Linked DNA regions of Gossypium hirsutum: regions 2 and 3 are each linked to region 1. The links are chromatin contacts, called in public Hi-C maps. All regions are on one chromosome and are shown on one strand. The core of a region is the stretch at or near the end of the contact, and the rest is flanking DNA. Distances in the headings are between cores, read along the strand shown. Region 1 holds the start of LOC121206120 (GABA transporter 1). Region 2 holds the start of LOC107912783. Region 3 holds the start of LOC107912784.

What was found. Hi-C and Micro-C count contacts between places; a contact is called where the count stands out from the background.
Region 2: a Hi-C map of leaf shows a contact between it and region 1, with 2.3 times the contacts expected there. The contact joins the promoter of LOC107912783 here to the promoter of LOC121206120 in region 1. A contact is called at or near these places in 2 of 34 Hi-C or Micro-C datasets (both in leaf).
Region 3: a Hi-C map of leaf shows a contact between it and region 1, with 4 times the contacts expected there. The contact joins the promoter of LOC107912784 here to the promoter of LOC121206120 in region 1. A contact is called at or near these places in 3 of 34 Hi-C or Micro-C datasets (callus and leaf).

Annotation. Positions count from the first base shown.
Region 1 is chrA09:64,467,021-64,470,797 of Gossypium_hirsutum_v2.1, reverse strand. LOC121206120 (GABA transporter 1) reads left to right here and starts at 1,419. Exons shown (of 6, transcript XM_041076425.1): 1 at 1,419-1,637; 2 at 2,705-2,935. The coding sequence starts at 1,502.
Region 2 is chrA09:64,676,293-64,679,937 of Gossypium_hirsutum_v2.1, reverse strand. It overlaps LOC107912783, which reads left to right and starts at 1,707. Exons shown (of 2, transcript XM_016841108.2): 1 at 1,707-2,325; 2 at 2,605-3,055. The coding sequence starts at 2,168. The coding sequence ends at 2,947.
Region 3 is chrA09:64,710,669-64,714,107 of Gossypium_hirsutum_v2.1, reverse strand. It overlaps LOC107912784, which reads left to right and starts at 1,260. Exons shown (of 2, transcript XM_016841111.2): 1 at 1,260-2,215; 2 at 2,336-2,738. The coding sequence starts at 1,831. The coding sequence ends at 2,508.

The sequences.
Region 1 (3,777 bases), core at 170-2,669:
GCATACAATGTATGATTAAAATTAGCTCTATTCTATGTACATTATTGTTTTCATATTATTTTATGTAAATATTTTCTTTTAAATTTATTATATATATATACATATATATATTTTCTTTTAAATTTATTAATGTATAATTTGGTTCTCTTTAAAGGATTCTTGTATATTTTATTTATTTTAAATGTTTTAGTATATACATCATTTACATTTTTTCATTTTCATATATATATATATCATTAGTTAAATTAACTTGTTTATGTTATGTATTATTTGTTTTGAATTTTTTTTTCCTTACATAATATATATTTTAATAATCATTCATATATTATCAGTTTTAATATGCATACAAGTTATTTCGAATCTTTGCATGTGTTATTTCTTTGTATATATTTAATCATCTTTAAATTGTTTATATCACATTGATTCCTAATTTTTGTATTGTTTTGCATATCACTTGTTGTCATTAGCTTTCATATTGTATTCACATATTATTGTTCATGCATGTAATTATGTTTTTTTTATTTTTTGTAATTGCATTATGGTTATAATTCTCATATTCACTGAATATCGATTGTCTTTTATCTCCAAACAAACCAAACAAGTATATTTTGACTCGGTTTTTTATTTGAGTTTTCTCAAAACAAGGCAATGTTTCGCGCTTGGAAATTCGAGAGATCGTACCTTAACATGCTGAGTTTCGATTTTTCGTTTGGTCAAATAACGGAATACCCTTTTAAGATTTGGTTGCGGGTTTTGGAAATCATGACGTGATCTCAATTTTTGGAGGCTTAAAATATCGTGTCCTAACGTGCTGGATGTGGTATTTTATTCATTTGGAATGAGTGAATCTTAAAATCCAATTCGAGTTGTTCCCACATTTTTTAAGGATCATATTTTAAATATTTTTCTTCAAAATTTTCGATATTAGGACATAAATTAACCAATTAGGTACCAATTTTGAGCTTTACGATGGTGCTAATCCTTCCTAGTACGTAATCGACTCCCAAACCCGTTTTCTCAATTTTCGTAGGTCCAAAATCATTGTTTTAATAAATTAAAGTATTTTATTAAAATGATCAAGGTGATCCGATCACACCTCGGAGAAGATCGGTGGCGACTCCATACCTTATTTTAAAGTCGATCCCCTTTTTTTCAAAATAAAAATGGTTTCAACAAAATATTTTAATATTAAAATTTAATAATGAAAATAAAATATCATAATGTACATGGTTAAGGATATTTCCATCAATCGACTCGTATTTTATATATATATTGAGAAAATAAAATACAGAGTTTGTCATTATTGTATGACCAACGGATGAGTGTGAATGGCTGCTGTAACATGGTTGACTTTACACCATAACCAAAGAGGTAATATTTTAATTATTTATATAAATATATTAGTTTATAATTCCTCCATCTTGGGGACCTAAGTTCCAAACAATCTTTCATTCTTCTTCATTGTTTTTGGTATCGAAATCTCAGAGAGAGAGAGAGAGAGATGGGTAGTTTGGGTAACAGTGCAAACTCCAAAGCGGTACATGAAGCTGGCGAAGATGATTATGATCACCACAAGCACCTTTCTCCTACTCATCAGCAGCTCGATGCTGGTGCTCTCTTTGTTCTTAAATCCAAAGGTGTATTCACTATTCTATTTTAGTATTTTCTCTTTAATTTCCATCCAAGTCTTATAATTTATGATCATTGCTTTGATTTGATTTGCTTTCCAAGAAAAATCTTCCGACTTTCTTTCTTTGTTTTTTTTTCTGGCTCTCCCTTTTTCTCTCTTTCACTACTTTTTGCGTTTCTTATATCATAGACACAAACTCCAACACTTGTTCCTTCTTTTTCCTTATGGAGTTAACATTCAATCATATACCATCGATAAATTTAATGTTATCACATCAACTAAATTTTAAATTTTCTTCCTAATATGTCATTATTTTATATATTAATATATAGAAAAAGATAAATTATATCCAAATTTATTACACTATTAGTAAATTTATATTTTAGTCTTTTAACTTTAAAAAGTTATAAAATTATCATTGAATTATTTGAATTTTTTTTTTAAAATCATTGAACTATTGAACTATTAAAATCGTTGTTATATGACATTTTCTATTCGCACCACCTGCACTAAATGAAAGCTCTATTTCTTTTTCTCTTCTACAGTTCAGTCTTTTTCATAAAACAACTTTAAAAGTCACGAATTTAGGAATCAAAATCCAAATAACTTTAAAAGTTCCGATCCACCATACCTATCATCAAATTATTGCTTGAAACTCGCTAGCTGCACTATTTAAAAAAAATTAACAGCCCAATGACTTAAATAAAAATTATCAAATAATTTATTAACTTAAATAAAAATATTTAAATAGTTTAATTACTATTTTATAACTTTTAAGTGAATATAAATCCTTTATTTATATATAGTTGATAATAAATGCAGGTTTTTTGGAATATTACTCTTTTTTTATAATTAAGATTTTATTGAGATTGAAGACTTATAATTTAAAACTAAAAATTCAGCGTATTATATCATTGACCTTTAATTTATTTTATTTCTATTATTGTCTTATTTATCAGCTAGTAAAATTTAGAAATGTGTTGAAAGATGGTCAAAAAGAAAACGGGAACTCAAGCTTACGTAGCCAAGTGAAGTTTGAATTGTTTAATTAACATATTTCAATTGAAAGTATAGGATCATGGCTGCACTGTGGTTACCACTTGACCACATCAATTGTTGCACCACCGCTTCTCAGCCTCCCATTTGCATTCACCTTCCTCGGATGGGCTGCCGGAATTATAAGTTTGGTGGTCGGAGCTTTGGTCACTTTCTATTCTTACAACTTGCTATCTCTAGTCCTTGAACACCATGCTCAATTGGGTCGCCGACATCTTCGCTTCAGAGACATGGCTAATGACATCTTGGGTAACCACTCTCCTCTCCTACAAATATTTCCAAACTACTTCACTCTTTCTTTCTTTTCTTTTTTTTTTTTCTAAATGTGTGAAAAATGTATGTATATTGAAAAAGAAAAAAGATTAATATAAATAAATAAACATACTCAATACAACTTTTTTATAAAATTTGACCCTGCATTATTGATTCACAAAAACTTGTCCTTTTTACCAAATAAATAAATGAAGAAATTTAAATGCCTATGCTATGGCCAAGCTCGCCCGTACTTCGTACGCAGATCCAGTAAATGTCAGCCTTACACTTGTGAATTGCTGAATGGCTCCAAATTATTTACTATTCCTATAATTACTTTTTAACATTAATTTCTTTTTTATATAAAATTTAAAATTACTTATAGTTCCTCTTTACCCTTAATTAAAATAATAATATATTTCAATACACACAAATTTATATTCTCTGATTATTATTAACTGAATATTTATGTAATTTATATTTTTTTGGCTGAATTTTTTGTTCAAATATTTCTTTATAGCTATTATATAGGGGAAGAAAAAATATTTTGATTGAAAGATGAAAAAGTGGACAGTTTGGCATCCACCAATTTCAAGGACATTGCCATGGTGTAAAACCAATTGATGTCCTTTATTTTAATATAGGCATATTTTATTGCGGATGGACTGTTCTTTTTTAATAATTTTATCTGGTTGGTGAAATTGGTGATCTGTAATATGTAAATAGCACATATGAATATAATATTTGTTTATTTTTTATTTAGAATTATTATTTTATATATTAATGGTGTATACATCTTATTTTTATTTTATTTTTAATGTAGCTCGTAAAACTTTATT
Region 2 (3,645 bases), core at 458-2,957, 210 kb before region 1:
TATTTTTCAAAGTATGATTCTTTTTTAAAATGTTTGAATAGTTCAAATTAGCGGCCAAAATTCTCTCGTTTCAAAGATATGCATCATCATACCCAGCACGATTGGATACGATCCTTTATACCTTTAAAAATACGATTGATTTTTGACTTTTGAAAACTCGTACACTAAAATTATAAAGGTTATCCAAATATTTAGTTCACCAAAAAAATCATACCCAGCACGATTGAGCACGATTTCCCGAATTCCCAAATATTGGATATTGCCTTATTTCAGAATTTTTTAATAATAAAGAAAATTGGAAATTCGCTCAAAACACGTTTAGTTGTTTTAAAATAGATGGAATACTTAATGCATTGTATCGAAACATTTGCCTAGGAAAGGATTAATGAACATGAACTAATATGATACAACAAGTCACAATTAATAAATCCAACAATTATGTACAACTATTCTAAGTAAAATGTAACCAAATTCTTAATCATGGATGGTGAACAATCAATACAAAAATAACATACAACAATAACTAACATGACAACATATAAAACGATCCACAAAATATGTACAAAATAAAATGGAATTAGAAGTCAATATAGTATAGGACATTTTCAAAATAATGATGAATTAATGGACACATAATATAAGTTGACAAATTTGTATAAAAACTAGGGATATATTATCATTTGAAATAAATATTGTAAAATAAAGCCTTTGAATTGAATAATATGCATAATATTTTAAGCACAAATCCATTTGAAAAATTGACAACATGCATGATAGCTTAAATAACATATAAAATATAAAATAAAAATAAAACACATGATAAAATATAATGTACATAATAAATTCATAGAACATGAATATAAATAAATTTAGAAATAATTATTTGTAAAAAAAATAGCATCAAATTAATAATGTATGAAAAAAAATTAAGCAAATATATAAATTATACATGTAACAAATTTTAGAAAATGTAATCATATACACAAAAAGATAAAAAATTATATTTACAAAAATACATAAATTTAGTGGTGTATATTTATAAAACTATATTATAAAGGGAATTTTAAAACAAATAATATATAACATAATTTTACATGTAACAAATTGGTTTGAATTGATGGCACATATAAATAATACATATATAAGGATAATAAAATATGAGAGTGTATACAATAAATAAATGGTATGACTTAAAATTATAGTTCTTAAAAGAAACGCATTATACGCATGCATAATTTTAAAGAGAAAAAAAATATACATACAAGAAATATTAATATGAAATCAATAATGTAGACTATAGTAAAATAATTTAATATGGGTTACGTATAATAGTAATTAAGGAAAAAAAACACAAAATATGTAGGATTTTCCTTTAAACAACATAGATATATAATAAGATATAGGAATAAATTTAAAATAAATTATGTGTATAAAATAATATAAGATTAATAATATACATGGAATAATTATATATATAATAATGCATAAAAACATTCATATAAAATATTATACACAGTGTAAAAATGATATGATAAAATAAATTTATAGTACTGACTTTAAAACAAAACACAATCATCAAAGGAGCTCCAAATATAAAAAAAAAAGAACCTAAAAGGAAAATTGAATGTGAAACGAATTTAAAAAAATAATAAAAAAACCAATTGAAATAAAATTATAAAATAAAGGGATAATTTATAAATAAAACAAACTACTACTATAAAAATAAGGACCCCCATGCAATGCGTGCAAACGTATATGGGTTAAAGCTGGAAATATTCCAGATCTCCAAAAACATTCAGCTGAAGCATGGATCCAATTGCAAATGCACTCAAATTACCAAGCCAAATTAAAAAAGAAATAAGCAAATAGCTTGCAATTGAATAGTAGCGCGAAAAAAGAAGGATCAATTGCGAATTATCCCTCTCCACGAAAATACGCGGATCCCAGGGGTAACGGAATCGGATCGGGTCGGGCAAGCTTAAACGGCGTCATTTCAAGGCTACAAATCCATGCTTAAACGTCGTCGTCTCACGGTGCCAATTAAAAGCAAAAAAGAAAAAAAAACAGCTTCTAAGAGCTTATTTCAGCAGAGCAGATTGAAAAGGGGGGAAAAAACCCTAAGTGTTTGCTCATATTCGGCTGCCGCTTTTAACATTACAATTGATGGATGGCGCCGTTTGATTCCCCTTTTAACACCAACGCCGATCTTCCCTTAAAAACAACAACCGACAAATGTGGCCTTTTGATGATAATTTTCGGCCTTAAGACCTCTTTTTCCACTTCAAGTCTGACGAAGCAAAGAGAGATCAATGGCCGATCCATAAGGTGAGATTTCTTCTCTCTTTCTTTCTATTATTTTTTTAATACAATAATGAAAGATAAAAATGAAGTCATTTAGCCGAAATTTAAAAGCAACTATTAAACAGAAAATCACCTCTAAAAAAATGCTTGTGAAATGCTCTATTTTTTTATATCTGGTGTGCGTAGTATATTCGTAATCCCTTTTGCAGGTACAATCATTGGTTTTATAGCCAAATTTACAGAGTAAAATAAATAATAAATAAAAATACATTTTTATTGCTGTCATTTGTTGTATTTTGTTAGCTGGCCTCTTCTCGTGTATTCTAACGCAGGGATGGCCGTACGGAGGAGAAAGGAGACGCGCAAAGGAGGCCATGCGAGGAGCCTCTCATGGGAGCCCAACTCTCTGGCATTCCAGAAGCTTCTGGTGCTCTCGACTGCTGTGTTTCGTTTTGGGTGTATTAGGCCTCGGGTTTGGGCTGTTCGAACTAAGGATTGGGTTAAGTCTATATTAAAGGATTTTGGGTTTAAGTTATTTTTGGCCCTAATATTTGTAACCGGACATTGGATTTCTGAATTTGGATTCTTTATTTGTGTGTGTTCAATTTACTTGGACTTATTTGTTTGGCTTATTTTAATACTTTAAAAGGGCCCGGGCAAAATTGGTTGACTACAAAGATGATAGTTTTTTTTTAATTTGTTTATTTAGTAATTTTATAGAGCTTGAGAGAAGGAAATATGATGGCTATTTCTGGAAATGGCTTTGACTATTATTTTAGCTTTTATTTTTATAGAGTTTTCCTATAGCTTTATTTAAGGTAGTGTTCATAATGTATTTAGATAGTATTTAAAAAGTCACTTAATAATTGGATCTGTTTGTAATTACTTGTAATTACATAATAGTGGTATGTTTTGTTAACCATTGTGACCGGTGTATCTCACTAAATTAGGCGTATCTAATTATACTTTTCAATTCTTAAGTGACAGGGTAAGAATTGGAGTAATTATGAATGTAATTACAACCAAATCTAATTTTAAAAATTCTTATATTATAAATCCTAAAAATTTATATTATAAAAATAATGTGTATTTTATAAAATTCTAGCAATAAATTATATCATTTAAATCCTAAAAAGTTTCTAAAATTATAGCAAAAATAATTATTGTAAAAAATAATTCCAATGTTGTAAAAATGTTATAATATATTTATTTATAAAAGTTATAACCAAGAAGTATGGATATAACTTATTTATTTGTCCATGTTATATATTATAAAGTTAATATATTTATATATATTTAAAAATGTTACAGTTTTTTTCTTATCATAACTTATTTAAAAAAGAA
Region 3 (3,439 bases), core at 11-2,510, 240 kb before region 1:
TACTTCAGTCGATCGTTTCAGCCTATTTAAGTTAACATCGTTAAAAAAACCGTTCAACATGTGGAGCCAACCGAAGTATGGGCCATGTCATTTTTATATACATCATCATCATCCATATGGAATAAATATATTATTTATTAAACTTAAGTTAAATTAATTTATTTTTTTTATTCTCTCTTGACCCCTCTTCTTCTTCAATCCAAAAGCCATTTTCATGTTCCCTTCTTCATTTCCAGCAAACCATTTAGTCTAATGCAAATGCAGAATTGATATCATTTTTCATGGAAAATACGTTTAAATCTACTGTGCAAATTGAGGTTTTAAAAAACCCATCAAAATTCGATCAACCAAATGAAAGCTTGGATTTGCCAAAAAAAAAAAATAAAAGAAAGATAGGGTTTGGCTGAATCAAGGATTTGGGGTTTTTTTGTTTTCTGAAGTGGGGACTTTTTAGAGAAATAATAAAAAATAATTTAAGGTTTTCATATTAAATAAACATGACATGGAAAATATTATTTATCAAATTATTATGACCTCAAAATATTATGATTGGGTTTCAATTTTTTTATTTAACACCATTTGAGTTTTGGACTTAAAAGTATAATAAAAGTTTAGGTATTTATATGGAAAAAAGTTCAATGGGAAAATGAGTATAGTTTAAGGGATTAATAATAAATAAAGCCTAAAACAAAACTAAGAACGTCAACATTTTTAAAGAGTAAAAACAAAACTACAAGTTAGATTGGTCCACATGGTAGTCACGTGGGCTCAACACTAAACCAATATTCTTCTAGTGGGTTAAATCCATTATAAGTACCAAAAATATAGTTTACATTCTAATTTGGTCTTTAAATTTTAAAATATTTTAATTGAGACTTAAAGTATCAATATTGTAAAATATATTTTACAAATGTGGATTAAATTGTAAAAATGGGTGCACCTATCATATAAACAACTTGGATCTGACGTGTTAAAAAAAGAAATAATTCTAAATTTTATCAAAACTATTTGTTTTTTTTATAAAAAAAACGTGATATCCAAGTTTTTCATATGCAAGGTGCCCAATTTTTTTTAAATATACCCAAAAGAATGGCATGATTAATGCAATATTAATAATTTGAGGACTCAATTAAAGCATTTTGAAACTTAGGGACGAATATAGAATCTGGTGGATAGTTTGGGGGGATTGATGAAGTTTGACCCTATCTTTCCGTAGGTGTTATAAATTTAGTGGACGATAGAACTTTTACTTTTAGGCTTAAGGTTAAGGAGGCTCAATACTTCACCAGCGCACTTTAACACGAAGCCCGCTACCCAACAAGCAAAGCCACAGAAATGTGATATCCGCGGGCAATTACCAGTCAGAGCGGTAGAGTAATGAGCAATGCGCGTAAAATGAAATTATCTATTTCCCATCAACCGGGTATAGCCAGTAACCCAAGAGAATAGTAGATTGAGTGCGATTCAATGATTCTGGCTCGTTCTTCGCTTTCCTTCCCATATAAAGTGCCTGCGAGGGTTGGGTACTAGAGGCAGTCAGTTTCCCATCCTTTCTTTCATAGCTTCTCTACTTTGCCTTTTGGTTCTCTGTTTATTTACAGCTATACCATTCAGCTAATGATAGCTTACTGTGATCGGAAACTCGAGAGCCGTCGCTCTGTCCCCGCTCTCGGTTTCCCTCGGTTTAGGTTTTTCCGCCACCGGCGATTGTGGTAATCATTGTCTCACTCTCCAACCTAAAAAAGCAGCGAAGAGAAGTTTTATTTATTTATTTATTTATTTAAGATTTGAATCACTGTATAATATACCACGGTCGATCATTTCAATCCGATGAGGAATTCAAAAAATAACCGTAAGGAACCGGAGAAGAGCCGGAGGGTAAGGTTATCTGAAAGGGCGTCGTCGTTTCACGGGAGAATCCAGACGATGGAACCGGTGGAGCTGAGGCGGCCGAAGACGCTTCCCGACCTGCTTCCAGAGAGGTCTACTTCACTCTCATCCGATGCGAGGCCGCCGAAGTTGACGAAGCTGCTATTGAACGTGACGATTCAAGGGAGCCTCGGAGCCGTGCAAGTGGTGATGTCACCGGAAAAAACTGTCGGTGACTTAATAACGGTCTCCGTCAGGCAGTACTCGAAGGAAGGTCGGCGACCGATGCTGCCGCCAACGGACGCCGCGCTATTCGATCTCCATTATTCTCAATTCAGCTTAGAAAGTAAGAAAAAAGAAAAACTACCCCCGAAAATTTATTAGCCGTTAGATCAGGTTTCTATATTTTTGGGGAAACGTACGGCTGTAATTGATTGCCAATATTTTTGGGTTTGTGTGATAGCAGGTTTGGGAAGGGAAGAGAAGCTGATCGCGTTGGGATCAAGAAATTTCTTCTTGTGCACAAAAACGGCGGCATCAAAGGACGGCCAGAATAAAACGGCGTCGTGCTCAAATGAAGCGGAAAGTGTTACAAAAAGCTCGAAACCTTGGTTCAAATTCATGGATTTCTTGTTTTAGAAGCATTTTTTATGGGTATTGTATTTTGTAAAAAAAATTAATAATTTTTTTAAAAAAATTAGATTATGGAACATGCAAATTTATGAAAAATTGCATGTAGGGTATTTTAGAATGGTTAGGGAAGGAAAGAGAGAGTGTTTAATTAATCATAATCTCTCTTTTGTTTAATTATTTGCTAAAAATGTATAAAGTTTTTTGGCTTAATTTATAAAAGTTGGAATATTTCTTAATTTGTTAATCTCAGTCGTTTTATCATGTTGGCTTAAATTGAGAAAAAGAAACATTGGGATGATCTCAATTCTAATGAAGACACCAAAAAAAAAAATGATGGTAAGTAAAATATCTGGATTATTTCTTCTCATTTCCAAACACAAGAGTATAAATCTAAGAAAAGACATTTTATTTCAAGGTAAATAGTAAATTATACCTCCAAAATTGATATTAACATATATAGTAACATAATTGAAATTATTTCTTTAATCTGTAGGATATAATTGATAAATTTTTAAAAAGATAATTAAAATAACTTTAAACACAATTTTGTAATGAAAATTTTTGGAATATGAAGCAACCGAATATATTGATTTTTTGAAGAAAGAGAAGGAACACCATTTATGAAGGCTTACCAGGATAAAGCGAAAGCAGTGATTGGCTCTGAAAATGGATGCTTGGATATTCCTTTGAAGCTAAGGGTTGAGACTTTGTGTCGCATTCGCAATTCGAAGTAACTTGCAGACAAAATTCCAAGTTCCAACTAGCTTGTTGAGTATCGAGGATTATTCTTATATTAGAGCAAAATTAATTTTATTTTATATGTTTTTCTGATTTAGATTTGATTAATTAATTTTTAACAGTTATAATAATTAAATTTTACAAGGACAATTGTGGTAGTTTATACCATGAGTGGTGGGACAGCTATTAGGAGTAAAGG